Regions from separate parts of the Drosophila melanogaster genome. Here region 2 is linked to region 1. The links are chromatin contacts, called in public Hi-C maps. All regions are on one chromosome and are shown on one strand. The core of a region is the stretch at or near the end of the contact, and the rest is flanking DNA. Distances in the headings are between cores, read along the strand shown. Region 1 holds the start of Liprin-alpha (Liprin-alpha,). Region 2 holds the start of nrv1 (nervana 1).

Region 1 (5,634 bases), core at 2,263-4,762:
AATATCCAATAATGTTAACAAAAAGAGGGGGTGCGTGGGGATTGGGGAAGTACCATGGCTGACTCTTAACGTTGTCCTTGTATACAAACTACCAATATAAAGATTACAAAAATGCCACTGAATAAATTCTCTCTACCTGCGATATTTGTTTTTCTTTTTGGGATTTCTCTAATTGTTAATGGAATTCTTCAGCAACAGGGGCAGCCCAGTTTTGGTTTTTGATTTGGAAACGAGTATGGTGGCTGTTTTGGCTCCACCAGAGCCGGCTGCAGCAGCTTCCGCAGAGGCTGAGTTGCGCCTGGGTGCCGCCTGCCGCTGATGAAGCTCTTGGAGCAAAGCCGAATGCTTGTCCAAGGCCTTCAGCTGCGGCATGTTCTGAGTCTCGTAAAGCGACGACTGCAGCTGAGTGTGTATCGAGGTGACGTTGGAGAGCGTGCTCTCGGCCTCTGCGGTTGGAAAGTTGCTTAAATAACGTTTACTTGTCGTGCTTCCTGTTGTTGTCGATGATGTCGTTGTAGTATTAATCATTGTAGTCTGTTCCTGCACTGAAACCTGTAAAGAACGCCAATCAACAAGACGAAACTCAAAAGGCAATGTGCCGCAAACCTTTCGCATAAACGCCAACTCTGTGTCTCAAGTGCACTTGGCAATTTGTATAAGACTCTCCATATCCTTCTGCACCCCATACAACTCCGAAAGATGCTTGGCAAACACACCATTCACCTCACTCAACTTTGCAAGCTAAAAACAAAGTTTCATTAGCAAATTACTCAACATGATTATTATGCTTTACCCACCGTTTGGTCATTGGACTTTTCACGTAGGCTAATATTGGCCGACTTAAGCTCAAGTTCCTGTTGCATAAGTTCCTTCTGTAGTTGTTCTGTCCGCGCCTTGAGCGTGGCCACCTCACGACGCAGTTCGTCCTCTGTGGCGCCTCCTCCGGCTGCAGCCACAACCCCGCCGCCCACGCACAGCTGCTCCATATCTCGTTTGAGGCGAATATTCTCCTCCTTGTAAGTGTGCAGCTGGCGCTTCCATTCGTCTACATTGGCAGTTGATTCCTTTGGGAGAAAAAGGCCAAAAACGATCAGTTTCAATAAATGTGAGCTTATCTTATTGCTTACCTGAAGAGCACTAGTCAGCCGTATATTGTTGTTCTTCAAGGTAGCCAGCTCGATTTCCCATTTCTTGGCATTGGCGCAGCTGAAAAGAAGGCATTATTGCCTTGAGCCAATGACGGTCAACGCTTTGCTTACCTTTGTGCCAGTGCCATTTTCAGACGCTCGTTCTCGTACTTAAGCTGCTGCTCGGCGGTGGCGCCGGCTCCAGGACCCGTGTGCATGCCCACAATGCTTCCGCCAGACGAGATGGTCACTCCACCGCCACCAGTTACCCCTGAAGTGGGCTGCGGCGAGGGCGTGGCCGATCCGATGTCCGCCTTGACATCGCTGGTATTTAGAAGCTTGTGGGAAGGACTGTCCGGATTGGCGTTCTGGGTATTCGTGTTGCTCATGTTGGGCGGCTCCACAGTGTGCGGATCGATGGCTGTGTTGTCGTTCTGCATGGAGCCCACAGCTCTCCCGGAAATGGGCGACGTGTTCGCCGAGGTGGTGGGCGTGACGGCATTCGATCCGTTGGCCGATTTCATGGCATTCTTGGTGGCCTCCTTGACCTCCTGGAACTTCTCTACGAACTGTTGAGCGATATGATTAGTATATAAATATGTGAGACATATGCTAACCACTCACCTTGGTCAATTCCGCCTCTGAGGCAAATCCCAAGCCGTACACCGTGTTTGCCCGCACATCGCTCCACTGGCCGAACTTCTGGGAGGTCTGGGTGAAGGTCATGTTGGGTGTGATCGTCGAGTTTATCACCGCCTTGGTGCCCTCGACACTGATGATGCGGTACAGATTTCGCGAGCTGTCGTAGAAGAAGCTAACGTTGACCGCCTTCATGCTGGCCGTGATCCAGGTGCGCTTCGTCTTCGGATCGATGTGGAAGACGTGCGCCTGGCAGGTGAAAATCGGTTGTTCGCTAAGGGTCATAAAGGGATTAAAGCGACAAGCGTGTGATTAATTAAAAATTCCATTTAGAGCAGGCAATAAATTGTGCTTCTGTGCTCGTGTGAGTAAACTATGGCAAAGCATTCTTTTACTGTGGTTTATTAGTCAACAGGCACTGTGTAATGCATTTATAATTAGTAGTCCTTAAGTCCCAGGATAATCCTCGTGGTCCTTATTTGATAAAGTAGGTCGATATATGTTTGTTTTTTGCGATCTGGCCTGATGCAATGACAGTTTGTTGCGGGGCGCAGGGCCCCCATCAAATCAATTCCGTATCCGTGGTAGCCTCCAGTGCCTTTATTTGTACACATATACATATATATATCTTATCTATTACCTATCCGCCGACATCGTTCGCTGAGCTCTATAACTTGTGTCTTCCCGTTATCGCTGGCGACTGTCGACCGCCGACTAAATTGCATTATGTGCTAAGCCTTTTCCGCAGCCTTGCTTGTGATTTTTGATTCTCGGGCGGAAAACACGCACGCACACACCTGCACAGTCACACACACCTGCACACCCACACACATGTAATTGGCCTGCCCACGCGTGTGCGTGTGTAGGTGTATGTTTGTGTACATATATATGTATGTATTTACGCCGCCCGCTACACACAGAACGGCAGCAACAACAACAACATCATAGGGGGGAGATGTCAGCTAGTTCGGCGTCGATTTTTCCCACAGTAAAAACGGCAGGTTTAGGCCGGTTTGGCCGCGCCCATCGGTCTTACCCCATTGTATTCGTTCTTTGGCGCTGACTGAGTGCTTCCGCAGCAGTTTATACCAATGCTAGTCGGTTTTACTTATGAATTTCACGGTTAAAAAAAATAAAACACAAATGTCTAGAGCTGGAACCAAAATCGATGTTTGTATGGTGCTATCGATGTTTTTACTGGCTCAACACCATCGATGATTTATTTATTAGCTTCCAAGCATCGATAACACATGAGCTCGTATAAGAGCAATGATTCTTATCGAATAATTTAATCGCTGTAAAGCGAATTGCAAATTAATTAAGATAAATAAATACTAAATATGTTTGTCTGTAAGGCACCATAACAATGTAATTTTTTCAAAAACATGTGTAGCTGTTGAAGCATTGCATTTAAATGACGGAAGTTACAAAATAATTTCAGATAAAAGTGATAAGTTTTTTTGACTGTCTAGTTGTGCGCCTACATGTAGTTTGAATATTTGTTAGATATGGTTTTCTTTGTGCGGTGTGGCAGCATTAGTTTTAGTACACATTTTTCTAATACTTGACGATAGGTCAAATGGCAACTCCTGATCGGCAATAATATTTGCATATAATTTAGCTTTGAACATAAATAGACTGCCACAAAAACTTTAAAACAACACATTTTACTTCTATATTTTTTGGACGAAATAGAACCACTGAAAAAATTCATGAAATGTAGTACATTTTGTAGTGAAGAACCAGGGTTGGTTTACGGATTTTAGCCGTTTTGCCATCTGGTAACACTGACCAGTTTCTCATCGTTAAAAAATCCATTTGGAATTCGGTTTATTTAATTAAAAGCAGCCGGGACACCTATGCGAAGGGCAAAAAGCGGCCAGAGTTGTTGTTGCTGCTGCTGCCCAGCCGCCGTGCGATCGATCGGGGTACGTGTTCCGGCGTAACGAGGAGTACGAGGCGATTTTCTCGCAGCCTCTTTTTTTTCACACGAACGCCGTCCCACTAAACCGAAATTTCAGGTGAAAAACTCATTGGAACGCATTTAAAAGCGGCGTAAGCTCGCACCTGCTGCTCGTTTAACCCTGTTTCGGGTATATGTGATTGCAAAATGCGACAGCGACACACCTAGGCACACAAAATATGCCAGTTATGCGAAAGAGAAAAAGTACTGTGCCTGTGTGCGTGCGCGTGTGAGTGTGTATGCCGTGCGTGTGCCCCCGCCTGCGACAGTGTGCGTATGTGTTGGTGTAGAAAACTTGTTATCAATGCGGCGCCTATGATAAGTCTCATTAGACATGTTTCTCCCACTATGCTGGGTATTTCAATTGGAATGGCTAGCGAACGTGTGTGTGTGTAGTAAAATATCCGGACTCCATAGAATGGACATTTTGTATGAATTAATTGAATTTACTTTATAAATTCAATTAACATAAAGAATTTGATTTTATGCAGAAGAAGCTACAGCATTAAGTATCTCCCATATGCGGAATCACAGACAAAAATTCAATCACGCCAATTCATTTATGATCAAGGATCAAATTCAAGAAACTTTAGAAAAACGCGTCTAGTTTTTGTGCTTCGGTAACAGCGATAGTGGTACAATCTCCGCACAAAATGTACCTACAGCCAAAATCCTGTAACCTTTATTCCCCTCTCTGTCTCGCACAGTCTGGCGGCCCCAACTAAATAATGTGGAACATGATGTGCGACGTAATGCCCACGATATCCGAGGATAGCATCTCGCAGCGCTCCTCGCAGTTTAGCGGGGAGGATGCCAACTTTGAGCAGCTGATGGTCTCCATGCTGGACGAGCGGGACAAGCTGATGGACAGCCTGAGGGAGGCGCAGGAGCGGCTTAACGAGACGGAGAACAAGCTGCGTGACGTCGAGAAGGAGCGGGACAGCCTGCAGCGACAGATTAACGCTAATCTGCCGCAAGTAAGTGGCCTCTGCATGCTGATACCGCAGTTTACCTAAAATCTTTTCCTGATCTTTCTAGGAGTTTGCCACCCTGACCAAGGAGCTGACGCAAGCGCGGGAGACCCTTTTGGAACGTGACGAGGAGATTGGGGAGCTCAAGGCGGAGAGGAATAATACCAGGGTAAGTGATTTTCGAAAATTTAGATCCTTGGTATTTCAATTACTGAGACAATTGAGTAATGGTTAGATCAGGTAGATCATGACAAGATTTGCTAGACTAATTTATTAATTTAGGTATTATAGCCATTGCTAAATTACATATCCCATTGTTATTCAAACAAGAAACAGTTGTAGGTACTTGCTTTTGCGAATTAGTCACATATACCGGGAACAATACAAAAGTTTACTCTGTCCGTCTTCATTTTTATTTCGAACATGGCTTGTCTATTTGTTTACTTATCAGTGACTATACAAACATTGTTACAGCCTTTTAAGAATTAGTTCTTTGTATTCACATCCGTCTTAAACCATAAAAAGTGAAGTAAACTGTATTTATAAGTCCTTTCCGCTTCATTGAATATCAAGAAAATCAGTTTTAATTAAATTTCTACGGTAATTTTACTTTTAAAGAGACAATTTAAACGTCGGTTACTGCGTGAAATAATATATTTTTAATGATCTAACTTGACTATTTCAGCTTCTCCTCGAACATCTGGAGTGCTTGGTGTCCCGCCACGAGCGTTCCCTGCGTATGACCGTTGTGAAGCGACAGGCTGCCGCCCAGAGCGGCGTCTCCAGCGAGGTGGAAGTGCTCAAGGCGCTAAAGTCGCTGTTCGAGCACCACAAGGCGCTGGACGAGAAGGTGCGCGAGCGGTTGCGGCTTTCCATCGAGAAGAACAACATGATGGAAGAGGAACTCAGCTCTGCCAAGGAGGAACTGGCCCAG
Region 2 (5,634 bases), core at 854-3,353, 63 kb after region 1:
TTATGGGGTCGTTGCCATTTTATTTTTCCACTAATGTCCTGCACATGACTTAAATTACCGAGCATTAGGCAGTGAAAAATCAAAGGACATGCACCACGAATTTGTGCTTAATGATAGGAATTAGCCGAAGGCAGGCCAAACACTTTACCCACTGTATATTCAGTTCTGCAAATAGTTTCATATATTAAATAGATATGCAGCCATATGGCTTTTGTTGTAGCAGGTGTGTCAATAGTTCTTAAGTTCTTTGCCGATTGGACTGAGAATTAGTATAAAATGTCGGAATTAGCATAAAAAGTTATTAGAGCTCTTCGGGGGTACACCTTTGGCGTCAATGTAAATAAATTATACATCAATTTAAACATTCGATAAACTTGAAGCGAACTTGGCCAACTTAATGAAAAGCAAACAAATGACGTCAAGGGAACTTTTCATTCGAGCTACCGATAAGCGAAGTACTCAGAAAATTGCTAAACACTATTTAAAATTGGTAGTGTTTCAGCAGTTGGTTCTGCGATCGGCATATTTTTCAGATATATGTACATTGATATTGTGAGAGCGTTAAATCTCACTATGCCTCTCAGTGCGAAACCTTGAATCTGTTTACAGAACCCATTATAAGACGGCAAATATTATTGGCGATAAAAGCAAAGTGCTCTCTACTCACCACCTCATCCCTCACGTTTTCCCCAATTCCCCTCCCTTTGGGAACGTGGATCCGTGTCCATTTTCGAAAGTCAAGAATTCGCATTAACGTTGAAATATGCTAGCCTAATTAAAAAGGCAATTCAACAATTTAGTAGATTGAACGTGTGTAGCCAAATGAACACACATATGTTTAATGTTCGATTCTAAAACTTTCTAGATTCTTTTCACTTAGCCATTATCACATTGCCAGCGGTTGCTCAAGGTGATTGTATTTCTTAATAATATTTTTATGACTGCCTTAAGAAATCCCACTTCATCATGTTGTCTCGTAATGAGTTTATCTATTTTATGGCGTTGACTAAACATTTTCGAGACACCGCAACGGAGATTTCCGTAGTTGCTTCTTTACCTCATCCCGTTTCCCACACTATGACTCGCCAAATCGACTGATAAGCCTGTAAATACGACCGCACGCTCCTCATATATAGTTTCCATTACCATATGACGGACAAGTGTCTAGTTATATACAATAAACAATCGCATTTTTGTTTCTATGTGCTTGGAGCTTGGAGTGGATGCAGATATCTCATCGGAGGGGCATGCAGATAAGTACTGGAGTGCCTATACTGCATGGAAATTTGGGAACTAGCATTCAAACATTCAAATTATATATTTTTCGAGTTAAAACTAATTCTAAAATGTTAAATGTATGTATTTAAAAACCACAAACAGACTCAATGGATAGAATAGAAATGACTCACAGTGGTTTTAGTCTTATCCTCTTGATGGAACCTAATTCTTAATCTTTTTCAGGCATTCATTTTGAAGTTGTCTACTGATTTTGTTTGTTATTCAGTAGAGTTGTAAAGAACTTACTCCAACTTTTTCCGGTGCGTCCGAAGAAGGTGCCTTCCTGGGGATTGTAGATCATTTCCGAGAAGGTTTGCTTCTTCGCTGGCTGCGGGAATTCGAATTCGCCTTTGGCGCCCTTTCCGTTATTCTTTGACATTGCGGCGCTGTTCTTTCGCACTTGTTTACGGTTAGCTTTTCAGTATTCGATTCGATTCGAAAATTTGGTTTATACTTTTCGTTGATGACGTGGACGGCGCGAAGGCTACGAAAACTGATTTATGTATACGTTGTGCTGTGTATATGCGATGATTCAGCAGACTCGAAACTGAATTCTCATTTATTTTCGCACTCGCAGTACTCTTGAATATTTTTGAAAAACGTGTAATTATGCAATTATTTGCGCCTCGACTGCTCGACTGGTCTTAGAGTTAGGAAAATAAGTTAGAACCGATTTTGGGCGAAATAAGCCGAATCAGAAGCACAAACAAACGGGCTGGGAGCCACGAGAAGTTGTTGCCAACTCTTGGTTTCCCTGCTTCCTGCGACTGCGAATGGCGATGCGTGCTGCGTGTTGCGCTCTCGGCGAAAGATCACCAACTAACCGAACGCAGCCCCAAGTCACCCAGCAAGGCGAAAACTCAGCACCAGTGTTCTTCGCCCCTCAACACTCACACAGGCTCACCACGCGCCTCGCTCTTTCTCTCTCGTTCTCTCTATCTCTTGCGTTCTCGCAACAAAAGCTTCAAGATAAGAGTGATTGAGCACTGAGGAAAACGGGGTACATTTTCAGATAAATAGTTAAGGTAAAAAGCAAAGAAGACTTTTCTGACCAAATTGACTCTTAAGATCGTCAAGATATGTAGGTATTTCTATTATTTCCGATATTAAGCAGTCTAATAACGCATTGGTTTCCCATTTCAAGCTCATGTGAGTGATATCTTAGAAAGAATTCTGTTGCAAGCGATTCCTACAGGACATTACTCATCCGCAATGTGGGCTGACGTCTTTGTTTAAACTCTCAGATGTTATTGGGTATACGAAACGTGACCCAAAAAAGCATTCCACGTATCTAGGGTCAATTTTCTTGCAGTGTGACGTCGACAGCTGTTGAACGTATTCGACACTTTGCCAAGCAACATGAAAAAGGCCAAAGCAAAAGCGTTGGACCAGGGGGGAGGTTATGTGGCTAAGGTGTGAGTGTGTGTGAGCTGGGGGTTTCGTGTGTGTTTTACCTCTTAATGTTCTCTCTATCTCTCTCCATCTCCTTAGCTGGCTACGCAAATAGAATAAATGATTGAGTGCAGACAGTGGCCAGACAACAACACACCCGAGGGCAGTTGCTTGGGCCATGCAATTTTCGCCAGTGCAGCTAAGTGCTTTGCATTCAAAGGCTGTGGAGCCTAGACCGCACTTCACCCTCTAAGAATGTGATACGCTCCTGCTTTATAAATATTAAAATACAAAGCACAAAGAAAATCACACGCATACTAGCACAAGTCGCACTCTCTCTCTCTATCTCCCGTTCTCCCACTCTGGCGTTGACATGCGCGGAGAGTTGAGTACATTGGCTCCACTACACACTCCACCCACGCCCCTCCCCCTAACAATCGCCACCACCATTGTTACTCTCATTATGCTGGCGTGCTGTGTTGTACTGCGCTTTGTTTTGCTTTTCCACGCTCTCCCCAAACGGGTGGATCAGTTTTTTGGGCGCTCTGTGCTTCGGAAATTTCCACGCGGAAATCGGGAAAACTTTCTTTGTTATTGTTCCTCAATCATGGTTCGTCGTCATCAGCATCTGGATAATGCTAACGCTGCACTGAGAAAAATAAACTGTTTCTTACTCTTATATTCCATAACTATTTGCATATAATGGCTTAAGAATTTCAAAAAGAACCTCATAAGCACTATCTTTAGGGAAAATGGTAGAAAATTTACGAGGATTTTTTGTCGAGTGTTTAAAGCGTTGCCAAGTGTCAAGAACTTTCGAGTTGATTAATTCCCTTAAATGTGCACTTCCTTCTGCATGGCAACCCCCTTGCCCCTTGCCACATGAACCCACAACTCCCCCAACAATGGGTTGCCATTGCCAATTTTCCTCATTCTTAGACTGTTGCTGCTGATTGTGGGCATGGAGATGCACGGATAAATGGCCACGGCATTATGTTATTGTATCTCGGTGCTCCATCGTTGTAATCATCACAAGTTGATTAAATGACACTTGAAAACGCCAGGGTGGCTACGTTGTGGAGTCAACTCAATTGTGAGGCGCAATTCCTGCATCTCGGTTTATTGGGTTGTCAGACGAGAGGTGTTTAATCCTAAATGGGTCTTTAATAACTATGATAATTTGGTTAGCTGCAATCACGGGCTAGAATAAAATTGCGAATCCCTTAAGGGGTGCATTCAACTAGCTAAATGACGAACAAATACCTCTTGAATGACGTATATAATTTACCGGTGATAAGTAAGTCTACATACTGTAACTTCATACATTGCCCAATTGGATTTGACCGGTTATATCCATTTAACGGTCAACTGTCGAAGTAACTGCCTTGTTGGACTCTCTCTCTTTTGCTCATCTGAACTCCCTCAAATCTCCCGCATATCTCCAACCAGTTTATCCTGGTCCAAACCGATTTTTCAGACTTTGCTGTGTGCGTGTCGATCTTTAAATCTCGTAGAACTTCCTCATTAGAGGATGGGCTTTGGTTTTTTTTTTTATTTATCAACTGATTTCAGCAGCTACATGGCTTAGGTTCTGTGGACAATGGTCTGTCATTCAGCTAATTAGCTCTCAATTAGCGAATGTACATTGCTGGCATATTTGTGCATACGATAATAAGTGGAAAAGTCAAACAGTTGGAATACAAAATTCCAGTAATCTATTTTCCTCGTCGATCTTCTGACGTCACAGAAGTATTTTAGCAAATTCAGAGAATATAAGCAAAAGTTAAACATAATCGAAAACTGCTGTCTCTGCGCTCTAATTAAGGAATTTTTTATAGATCACTGAAAGAGAAATCTGCAGCGAACAAGATTGTAAATGAAGGGCAAATGTGATAATCATATTCATATGCCGGCTTATACTCTTCACTCGATATTTTAAAAATAAACAATATCAAAAGGCAAACAGCAGCGCTCCGTTAATGATTTTAAATGACGCAATTGGAAGACTTATTATTCGGACTGATAAAAACCGATGTGACCGCGCGCCTACAAAACGTATTATATATAAATAAAAGCCAATCGATCTGGCTTTAAGTATATTTATCAGCCAGCGGCTGACCATTGTCAAGTGACGACTGAGATGGTTGTGATATAGTGTTATCAGCGTTATCTTATCACCCTACAGGGCAAACATCAGTGTTTACGTAAATCCTAAAGTATGTCATATGCCCCATCTGATAATTTTGAGAAACTGTATAGCAACATCTTTTTTGTGATTTTGCTATCGTAATCTTGTGTCAATATATCGCCAAGTGTATTAAAAATAAAACGGATTTGCTTTTCTGACTACTTTCATTTGATTTTTATTGAAAAGGAATTGAAAGTGTTTTGTGTCTCTTAGCCGTCTCAATTTATTTCCTTAAATTTCAATCTTCGCAATTATTATATCATAAGCTTACAAGTTAACCGAAGTTACGATTTTCTGTTTTCCAAATGTTGCACTTTTGTCGTCTATCAAAATGTGATGTATATGTATATAGGCTTCACTTTTGACTAAGTTATTAATAAATATGGTAAATTCTGAAGCTAGCTGTAAATATTTAGATTTTTGGTAGACAAAATTGGTCTGTTTTCGGTTACATGTTACATAGCGGCAGACTCAAAAATGATTCTTAAATTTTCTTTATAAATTTGTAATATCTAGGGATTCGTTTGTTAATTCATTGGAAATGGCAGTTTGGATTAATTGCTGTAAATTTGTTGCATTTGATTGATTTACTATTTACTGGTCAGCGCCAAATTTACTGGTCAGCGCCAAACGAGATTCAGGCTGGTTTAGTTCCATCCTGTCCATTGAGTTCCCATCTTGGTGGTTTAGCTTTACAATCTTACGTCTAACTTTCATCGTAAAGTGCATAAAAAGTTATTGGAATTCAAAATTTGTATGTTTATAGGCGTTGCAAG

What was found. Hi-C and Micro-C count contacts between places; a contact is called where the count stands out from the background.
Region 2: a contact with region 1 is called in a Hi-C map of the Kc167 cell line, with 4 times the contacts expected there. The contact joins the promoter of nrv1 here to the promoter of Liprin-alpha in region 1. A contact is called at or near these places in 66 of 107 Hi-C or Micro-C datasets (the Clone 8 cell line, the D17-c3 cell line, the Kc167 cell line and 22 more) and 5 of 6 datasets of contacts at active chromatin or transcription factors (the Kc167 cell line and the S2 cell line).

What each region holds. Positions count from the first base shown.
Region 1 is chr2L:6,720,391-6,726,024 of dm6, forward strand. It overlaps Liprin-alpha (Liprin-alpha,), which reads left to right and starts at 3,513. Exons shown (of 15, transcript NM_001273224.1): 1 at 3,513-3,694; 2 at 3,788-3,999; 3 at 4,437-4,706; 4 at 4,768-4,869; 5 at 5,386-5,634. The coding sequence starts at 4,458. homer (homer,) reads right to left here and starts at 2,969. Exons shown (of 7, transcript NM_001273221.1): 1 at 2,803-2,969; 2 at 1,752-2,040; 3 at 1,260-1,696; 4 at 1,128-1,206; 5 at 798-1,064; 6 at 607-741; 7 at 1-552. The coding sequence starts at 2,807. The coding sequence ends at 634.
Region 2 is chr2L:6,784,758-6,790,391 of dm6, forward strand. It overlaps nrv1 (nervana 1), which reads right to left and starts at 2,104. Exons shown (of 4, transcript NM_057819.4): 1 at 1,525-2,104. The coding sequence starts at 1,657. nrv2 (nervana 2) reads right to left here. Exons shown (of 8, transcript NM_057820.4): 8 at 5,013-5,634.